2 separate regions of the Mus musculus genome follow, and region 2 is linked to region 1. Evidence: chromatin contacts called from public Hi-C data. All regions are on one chromosome and are shown on one strand. The core of a region is the stretch at or near the end of the contact, and the rest is flanking DNA. Distances in the headings are between cores, read along the strand shown. Region 1 holds the start of Runx3 (runt related transcription factor 3). Region 2 holds the start of Pax7 (paired box 7).

What was found. Hi-C and Micro-C count contacts between places; a contact is called where the count stands out from the background.
Region 2: a Hi-C map of epiblasts shows a contact between it and region 1, with 11 times the contacts expected there. The contact joins the promoter of Pax7 here to the promoter of Runx3 in region 1. A contact is called at or near these places in 3 of 484 Hi-C or Micro-C datasets (cerebellum, embryonic stem cells and epiblasts).

What each region holds. Positions count from the first base shown.
Region 1 is chr4:135,149,682-135,154,526 of GRCm38.p6, reverse strand. It overlaps Runx3 (runt related transcription factor 3), which reads right to left and starts at 1,982. Exons shown (of 5, transcript NM_001369050.1): 1 at 1,471-1,982. The coding sequence starts at 1,755.
Region 2 is chr4:139,829,796-139,834,644 of GRCm38.p6, reverse strand. It overlaps Pax7 (paired box 7), which reads left to right and starts at 1,677. Exons shown (of 9, transcript NM_011039.2): 1 at 1,677-1,818; 2 at 4,272-4,507. The coding sequence starts at 1,734. Gm46873 (a long non-coding RNA gene) reads right to left here and starts at 1,177. Exons shown (of 3, transcript XR_001784470.2): 1 at 1,091-1,177.

The DNA of each region.
Region 1 (4,845 bases), core at 733-3,232:
GTCTGATTAAAAAGGCCAGATTTCCTGTCAACATCCTGTCTTCTTTTAATTTCAAAGATTCCTTTTAAGCTCCAAGTGACAGTAAAACCTCCGATCTGACGATTACAGTCACACGGCCCTCATCCCCTCCTCCCCCTTCTCCCCTCCTCCCTCTCCTCCCCGGGAGATTTCCCCCAATGGTATTTTAAGATGTCACCCGGGAGACCTCAAAGAGTCACCAGCCTTCCCCCCACCCCTTTCCAATTTGAAGTCTTAATGGGAGCAAGGAGGGCCTCAGCTGCCAGCAGCCGCGTTTCCAGCCACCTCGGGCATCACTACCTCCCAGCCGCTGGCCCTTCCTACTCTGTCCTTTCTCACGGCAGCTGTGAGAGGTTTAGGGGAAAACCAAGGCGTTTTCGTTTCATCTGGCTGCCCCCCTTACAAGAGAGAGAGAGAGAGAGAGAGAGAGAGAGAGAGAGAGAGAGAGAGAGAGAGAGAGAGAGAGAAACGAAACAGTTGCCTATCCCTGGTATCGTTGAAAAATAAATTCTCTGAACGACTCTGGGGCTACCAGGATGGAGGCATTCCCCAAGTCTCTGCCTATCTTTCGGGATGCAGACTTATGCCGGAGGCAGCCCTTTAGAACCGGCCTACGGTCGCCCTGTGCAACACTTCAGCCGCTGAGGTTGAGAGTGTGGGAAGGAAGTGTTTCTGCTGCAGAGCAGGAGGCGCGGTGCTAGGCCAGGCCCTCCTCGCCCTCTGTGCCCCACACCTCCCGGGTCCTCGCCCAGCTCCGGCGGTCCTCATCCCAGTTACCGGTTAGACTGTGCCAAAGAATCTGGGAGCCCCAGTCCTCCGGTTTCCATGCCACTATACTCTGCAGGGCCCCGTGAAGGCCAGGTGGAACGGGGTATGGCTCCTCCAGGCTGTCTGTGCCACCGAGAAGGAGCGCCCCAAGTGTCCGTGTCCTCCGGCAGAGAGGCCGCGGTGTACCGTTCCCAACGGGAGGTCTGGGGTTCTGACTCTTGGAATAGGAACGGCAGAAGAACTCCCCACGCCCAGTTCTCCTGGACGTCCTCCTGGTACCTTCCCTGACTGATGTAACCATATTTCTCTCTGGACCCGGGCTCGGGCAGCGGGGACACCCAGGTTCCTCTCATGTTCTGTCGGGCCTGGGCTCCTGCAGCGTGGGTGACCAGGCACCCCTATGTCCTGCTAGCCGGGTGACCCCCTTTTCTTCCACCACGGTACCTCCCATGTTCTCTGGGGTCTGGGCTCTTATTGCGGATCGCCTGGAGTCCAGCGGGGGTCCTTCCGGGAGTGGCATCCTGCAGTAGGGGCGCCCGGGTACCCCGGTGTCTTGCCAGCTGGGTGACATCCCCTTTCATGTCCTACTTCTAGGTGCTCCCCAAGTCCTCCCCGGTATGGGCTCCTGCAAATGGGGGCGCCCAGGTTCCCCGGTGTCCTCCCGGCTCGGGCCCCTGCACTCACCTTGAAGGCGACCGGCAGCGTCTTGTTGCAGCGCCAGTGCGAGGGCAGCACGGAGCAGAGGAAGTTGGGGCTGTCGGTGCGCACGAGCTCTCCCGCGTGGTCGGCCAGCACGTCCACCATCGAGCGCACTTCGGGCCGGGTGCGGCCGCCGGGGCCCGCGGTTGCCTGCGCGCTTAGCGCGCCGCTGTTCTCGCCCATCTTGCCGCCGCCGCCGCCGCCGCAGGGGAAGGCCGTGGAGGGGGGAGTGAAGCGGCGGCTGGTGCTCGGGTCTACGGGAATACGCATGCCGCGGCCGTCAGGGCGCGGGCGGCCGCAGCCGCGGGAAGCGGGAGGCGGGAAGGCGGCGGCTCGGGGCCCGGCCAGCGTGGGGGGTGGGGGGAGGGGCGGCGCCGGGGGAGGGGGTGCGCCCCGACGGTCGGCCGCGCGCCCGCTAGTCCCGCATCCGGCGCGCGCGGCCGCCCCACGGACTCGGCGGCCGCGGCCCCAGCCCGGATCCTAGAGAATCAAGTGGCGGCGACGCGGCCGCCCGCGCGGGGTTAGTACCCCGGGCCTCGGGGCGGGGCCGTGCGAGCGACGCGGGGCGCAGCCAATCGCAGCCCCCAGGCTCGGGGTTCGCCGTGGAGGACCCGGTGGCTCGGGCCCGCGCGAGCCAAGCAGGGGCCAGGCTCCGCCCCAGAGGGTCTAGACACCCGCGTCCCGGTAGCCGCGCGGGGAGCCGCGGTCCCCGGAGTCAGGAGCGGCCGCTGCGACCTGGGCAGACATCGGGTTTCCAGCCTCCTGGCTGCGGCTCGCTTCCCCTCCCTCGAGTCGCAGCCTGGCTGCTTCAGCTCTGGCCACCGCAGCCCGGAACCTGCACCCTCAGCTGGTTGCCGCGGTGACACCCAAGACGGTTTTCTCATTCCCTCCACTCCACAAACGATTTTGACCCTAGAGCTTCCACCCCACGAGGGAGTCCACAGCTCCGCGCGGCCTTGGCTCTCGTCTCTGTGGCTTCTGTGTCAACCTTCGAGGCAGACAGAATAGGGGTTGCCACAGGGACCAACAGTGGGGTGGGGACAACCACACGGCTCCTGTCCACTCAAAACTAATTTCAGGATCGCGCAGGCCTCGTGGAGTTGTCCTCTGTCTTGGCAGCTCATGGGTCTTTGAAAACTACAATGGGGCCTACAACAGTGTGCTTTTTTGGAACATTCCATGCTACACCATACGCATGCAACCACCGTCCGTCTAGTGGAAGTGGATGAGGGTCTGTGGCAGAAAGAAGTCTTAACGCTCAGACTGCTTTCTCCCCACGGATGGAAAGGGGTCCTCCTAGGGCCGGGCCATAGTCTTCTTGGCCCTAAAGCGCTGAGCCTACAGAGCTGTCAGGTGCCCTGTGGGAAATCGGCCCTGGGGTCTCTGTGTTCCTCATGCTCCGTGGCCCAGCAACTCCTGGACTTCACTAACAACAACTCTTTCCCGTCCCGTCTCCTAAGCCTGGCATGGGGGCACAGACACACAACTAGAGAGTCCACGGTCACCGGTCACCGAGGGCTGTGCTCTCCCCAACCCCGTGCACTCCTTGGACGGCAGCAACGAACGAATGCATGTGTTTCTCTCACTGCTTTGGAAATTCGACTGCATTTTCGTTGCCAGCGACAGTGAATCTGTCTGCAACTACCAATACAAGCCCCAGAAGCGACACGATTTAGGATCCGATGGCGACAGAGGCATCAAGACCTCATCCTGGCTCTGACCTCAGCTTAGAACACTCCATTTTGTCAAAAAACGAAATCAGGCGCTGTGTGTACAACAGCGGGGTACTAGGTATGTCCTGAGTCTAACGAGTGCCAGGAGAATTGTATTCTGCCCCTCTCTGGGCCTTATGCCAGCGCCTCAAGCCACCAGGGAAGCAAGGACAGTGAAGGTCCCTTACTGGAACTTTTTGAGAACCTATGATTCGGAGTTGACCATCACTAGGCCTTGGGCCGCCATGGAAACAGCCTCTGGACCAGAGGGGATCTAGGAAGCCTGGCCCTGAGCATGGGCCCTCAGGGGGCTCCCCTGGAAAGGGAGCACCGCTAGTCACCAGGTAGGACCCAGACCGAGTCGTCTATTCTGCCCTCGAGCGATTGTGGGCCGTGACTGGCAGCCTCTGCGATGCGATGCATAAATTCGATTTCTTGAGTGATTCCAGTTTGCATCTGCCCCATACTAGTCCCTCCGCCTGATTTCTCTTTCTGATCTTACAACAAATTAATAACCGGGTCTCCGGAAAGTGGGGCTACAGGAATGACCCAACATCTGACCCTGGGCCCGGACTCAGCTATAACCCTCGGAAGACGCGGGCACCAGATCCAAGGGTTGGGGAAGTGCTGGCCTTCAGTACGCAGCCTGAGGTCGCAGGTGAAGGGTCGCCCGGGCTGAAGCAGTGTCGTGAACCGCCCACTAGTTGGCGCTGGCGCCTTGCTGGCTGCTCAGTTGCCCCCACCAGACTCAGAGCACAGACTTGCGCCTGCAGCAGGGGCAGCACGGGCAGCACGGGTTTTCCAAGCCACGGAGCGTTGGGGAAGAGCTACTTTCTGGAGAGTGCGCGCCTGATTTCTCTTTATACCAGTGGTCACATATCAGGTAAATGGATAGTGTGGTGTTAGGCCGAGGGTTGCCTGCCCGGGTTCTCACAAAGAGATACGGTTCTTTGGAGTCCCAGATACCGAAGGGCCTGCAACCAGCAGAAGTCTCCCTTCAACAGAAAGGCGCCGCCCTGTTTCCCTACTTCTGTTCCTGAGCTCCGTTCTGAGGATAGGATAGAAGGCTCAGACTTTCATCCTTATACCTGTCTAGAACCAGACCAGTTTCCTTCTTTCTTCTCTGGACCGACAAACCTAGAACTATTTATGTATGGTCAAATTTTCAGACCAGGAGAGCTGCCACCAAACAGGACTCATCGCTCCCTCTCCCTTCCCCACCGTGCGTACATATGTTCCGTCTTTCTTTCTGTCCCACAGTCGGGCAACAGTCTGCCTTCTCTCAAATGCTCTCTTCTAAGAGCACCTCACTGTGTCCCCAACAGGGGACAGGAAGCAGAGATCAAAGCTCCTCTCTCACGTGTATGTCCATTGTAGGGTAAATTGGACCAGCCTGGGCCATCTACAGCAGGCTCTTATCCTGAGAGGACACCCCCGCCCTCCAAGCCACTAAGGCTTCTTGGCTGTGCAATGTTGCCTCTGTCTTTGAGGAAATGGACTGAGTGGGTCTCATTCCTTGGAAGTCAGGAGACAGGGAAGGGTAGGTTTCAGCACACTTGTTTCTGGCTCATCTCTGGTTAGTTCTTAAGTCTGCTTCCTCCATCCCTCTGGTCCAGGGACCCTGTGTCGAATATTCCTGAGCCTTCCT
Region 2 (4,849 bases), core at 428-2,927, 4.7 Mb before region 1:
AAAGATCTGTAATGGGTGGCATCCTACCCTGCTGGGAGGGCTTTTCAACCCTAGGAATCTATGTCCTAAGGCAGAGACCACTGGTTACTGTGGCATCAGAGAACAGAATTGTGGGATCTCTGAGAGAGAGAGAGAGAGAGAGAGAGAGAGAGAGAGAGAGAGAGAGAGAGAGAGCGCAACTAATTGGGCCACCACCTCCCCAGCCCTCCAGTGGAGGAGTAGAGTTGGTGGTACCCAGCTTTATCTGTCTGTCTCCCACTCATCTCCCATCTGACTCCCAGATCCCTAGCCTTGCTGATGTCGCCTCCAGGACATTCTGAGTCCACTAGAAAGGGCTCCAAGGTGGTGGCCTAGGAGCTGGAGGAGGAGCTGGAGAGGTTATTCCCCAGGGTTTGGCAGACTCGGATTTGCCAGCATCTCTGGGGATGTATATTTTGCTGCGTTTCTCCGAGCTGCAGGAGGCCAGGCCAGGCCAGGCGCAAGCAGTAAAGCCCTGACAGGTATCAGCGAAGTCAAAATTCTTCCGGGGATGTCACCCTACTCTGTTCCGCCCAGGGAGGGAGTAGTTGTCAAGGAATGTTCAGAGCTAGTGAACTAAAAAGAGAAGGGACACGTGCGGTGGACCCTAGTCCAGGAGGCCAGAGATAGCCGGAGCGGACAGAGAAGATCCCAGCCCAAGGCCGGCTTTCCTACACAGCGGGCAGACAGCTGAAAGCCGTCCGGAGCACAGACCTGCCAGCACATCTCTGGACAACACTTAAAAGAAGTTACCCTCTCCCTCCCTCAGAGCACCCCCAGCCCACGCCATCCCTGGACTCAGAGTTTCAAATTATCTCCCTCCCCCGCGACCCCCTGAGGAAAAAAAGAAAGAAAGAAAAAGAAAAAAAAAGAACGAGGTCGAGTTGGAGATTAAAAAGGAAGGGGAAAAAATACTCGTTGGAGACTTCTTTTCGTTATCGGTCCCCTCTCCCTCCCGAACTGGCCCCCTTTCCTGCTCATGAATAAAAGAAAAGTCCGAACCTATCAGATCTCTCTGGCTGCAGCCTGCTCCCTCCCCTTCCCTGCCGTTGAGCACTTTTGCACAACTTACCCAGCTGATCGCTCGCGCCCCCTCGCTTTTCCTCTTGTGTTCCCCAACCCTGTCGCTCGGGTCACCTCCCCTCCAGTCCGAAACCCGAGCAGGAGCGCGTCCCCGTTCCAGTCCTCCGGGGGACAGGGTGTGAGGGCCAGCAGAAAGAGGCGCTGAGAGGAGGGATCGAGGGGAGGAGGGAGTCCGAGCCAGAGAATAAATATATAAATAAAGACCCAAAGAAAGCCACTCCGCAACCTCTGGGCTCAGGAACTTCGGCCGGGAGCGCGGGAGCGGGTGGCCCGCAAGGCGCAGCTGGGGACAGGGAGCCCGGCCTGCTCGGCCCACGGCAGCCGGTGTCATTCGGCTTAACTTCTGGCCGAGCCCGGCGGGTGGAGGCGGACTTGGGGTTGGAGTGTTTGTTTGTTTGAACTTCCTTGTCGCCACCTTCCACTCCTCCCGCCCCCACCTCACCCCCCCCCGCGCCCAGCTTCTGGAAGGGGCGCGTCTGCAACCGGGTGGGGGGGGGTGCAGAAGGGAGGGGGAAGAGGCTAGTGGGGGGGGGAGGGAAGAAGAGGAGAGGAGGATCGCAGCAGGGGTGAAAGGAAGAGACGCCAAGAGGTTTATCCAGCCGACTCTGGATTCGTCTCCAGCGTGCGCAGGAATGGCGGCGCTGCCCGGCGCGGTCCCCAGGATGATGAGACCCGGCCCGGGGCAGAACTACCCGCGCACCGGCTTCCCCCTGGAAGGTAAGAGAGCGCGCAGGAGGCCTTTACAGGGTCCCCCGGAGGACCTCGGAGATGGCACCCTCCAGGGGAGCGAGCAGCGGGGCTTCCTGGGCTCTGCTGGGTCCCAGTCTCCGCGTGGGACACGGGAAGTTTCTAGAGCGGACACTTGTCAGTTTCTGCGTGGACTCCGCTGACCCTCGGCCCGCGCTCCGTGGGTCACCGGCTGCCGGCCTTTCGCCGCAGGATGCGACTCCCCGGGGAATTCGCATCTGGTCCGTTTTGCGCTCCGGTAAATTCCAGGGTTTCCCACTCTTCTCTGACACAACAGAGTTCCCGGGTCTCTGCGCAGCGCCGCCGGCTTTCTTCCCTAGTTTTGAATTGGTCCCTCAAAGTCGGGATGGGGTCCCTCCAACCCCTTTTATTTCGAAATACCAACAAGCGACACTCTATTTCCACTCCACCAGACCGTCCGCTTCCTCCCAAGCAACTTACTAACTGGCTTTTTTTTTTCCCGGCCCCGACACAAACTAATTAAAAACAATGCATAGTGCCTTATTTCCCGCAAAAACAAAAACAAAAAAATTAAAAACATAACTTTTCCCTACGTCTTTCTAAAGTCTGCAAATGTCCCGGGAAAGAAACTCAAGACCAAAAGAGGGTACAGCAATCCAGGGGACTGTTTTGAGTCTCTAGCCACTCGGGGATGCAGAGGGGACCGGCCGGCGGCGATCGGCCGGGAGAGGAGAAAGGGCCCCTTTGCGCGCCCCCTCCCTTTTCTATTTAAACCTATGGAAGGCTTTCAGCCAGTCACCGAAGGGTCTTCTAGTTTCCTCGGCTCAGACAGCCCATGGTGTCTCAGGAGCAGTTAGAAACGGCGTGCCAATTTTATTTTTTAGCCGCCCCTCTTGTCATTGTGTGGGCCCCACTTGTGGGTGCGGGAGGATGGGGAGAGAAGGCGAGAAGGGGCGGTCTGGCAGCCGGCGATCTAGGGAGGGAGCCCCCTCCCTCGGGCAGCGAGAAGCCGCCGGGTCCCCGAATTAGACAGAGGCGAAGAGAGCGGGCTGCGTGATCAAGTGCGCGCGAGCGGCCACGCAGGCGGGAGAGCGCGGCAGCCGGGGATTTGCCGGAGTCCTCTCCTGGAACGAATGCAAGCAAAACAGGCGGCTAAGGACGCGCAAAGGATTAGGACAATATTTGCCCAACATGACGCAGAATACTGAGGAGAGCCGAGTGCCGGTCGCTAAAGAGGCTCTTGAATATAAAGTTGGGCGTTCGAGAGCTCTCCAGCGCTAATGGCGTACCCCGCCACGGAGACCGAGGGACTCTGGCTCGGCGACGCACGATTTCTGATTAAATCTGAGAGTGGTTTCAGATACCTACTTTTACAAAGAAAAATTGGTGAAGGAGGGGGGAGCGGGAAAGTAAAGAGGGGGCGGTAGGAACAGCTCAGCAGACCGAGCCTCTTCTAGCCTCCCCCTTTCCAATTATTCCGTCTGCTTCCTCCGCTCGGGCCGCTGTGAAATCGTTGTAATCTTCTAGATCTCTGTAGCCGCGAGTCCCCAAATTGGGGGGATCGAGGCTGGATTAGTGCACCGGGTGTCCCCCGAACCTTCTGTAAGAAAATTGTGTAGACTTTGCATTAAGGCCTACCTAAGTTCTCCCTTCCCCAGAACACACTAGGTATGCCTATCTTCCTGATGCACGCGCGCGCGCGTGCACAAACACACACACACACACACACACACACACACACACAAGTGGCCCATCTTAGTTGCAGCAAAGACTGCTGGGACAATTACTGCATTTCTGAGACCAAGTTGGGGTATTTTGGAGCTTGTGATCATCGTGGAGTGTGCCCTCGATTTGCCCCCCCAACGAAATGAGAACTTTAAGGGTGTTTTAAAAAGCCTGGGAATCTGCTAAGGGACGGTTTGTGTTCCCAGACGCTACACAGACAGCTTTATATCCCCAGTCCTTAAGCTGTGCAGACTCCCGCTGCCACAGTCCTGGGTGCTCAAGCCAGAGCTAGAAATGTTGGGAGTCAAATAGCCTCTTAACCTAACTGATCCAATAGTTCAGTCCTAATGGCCAGAGGTGTAGGACTGACCTGGTGGGCCACATCGCCCTGGCTGTCAGCCTCTACCAGAGGCAACAAACAGGCCTGTGACCCCCAAGCTAGCGGCCCAGAACCATTTGCAGCTGCTCTTAGGATCTCTAGTCTCCACTAGGCTCCACTCTGTCCTTCCTGCCATTTACATCACCCAAAGGTGTATCCTCATTTCCTGCAGTGTAGAGGGACTTTGGGGGGGGGGACAAACAATCCAAGTCCCAGAAGCCAGGACTCTTTCTCCTTGTAAGAGCCTCCCAGGGCTTCAAGTAGACCTTGGAGATCAGCTGTTAGGAGTCTTGGGTTCTCCTCCCCCACACTAACTGCATTCTGTCCTGTACTCACTATTTTCCCTCCCTCCCCACAGTGTCCACCCCTCTTGGCCAAGGCCGGGTCAATCAGCTTGGTGGGGTCTTCATCAACGGTCGACCCCTGCCGAACCACATCCGTCACAAGATAGTGGAAATGGCCCACCATGGCATCCGGCCCTGCGTCATCTCCCGTCAGCTCCGTGTTTCCCATGGTTGTGTCTCCAAGATTCTGTGCCGATATCAGGAGACTGGGTCCATCCGGCCCGGGGCTATCGGAGGCAGCAAGCCCAGAGTGAGTGTCTTTGCCTCTAAGGCTGGCAGCAGGCCTTCTCTAGTACACAGACCTTGATTGTCACCTCTCTCAATATCCCGTGTCACCTAGCAGCCCTAGTTGTCTGGAAGCTTCCCACGGAAGCTTTTCCTTAGCTCTGAGATACAGTCCCTATTATTTGAAAATTTGAAGGATCGGTTAGCTGAGCTCTAGATTGTCTAAGACTTTGAAGCTTCACTGGAATGTCCCTACATCTGCATCTCCACCTTAGCCACCTTTGGCATTGCCTGAGATGATGGGGGGCCGGTGGAGGAACCACAGGGTTACGGATTGTATTTTATTTTATTTCTTATTGCTGCCCCC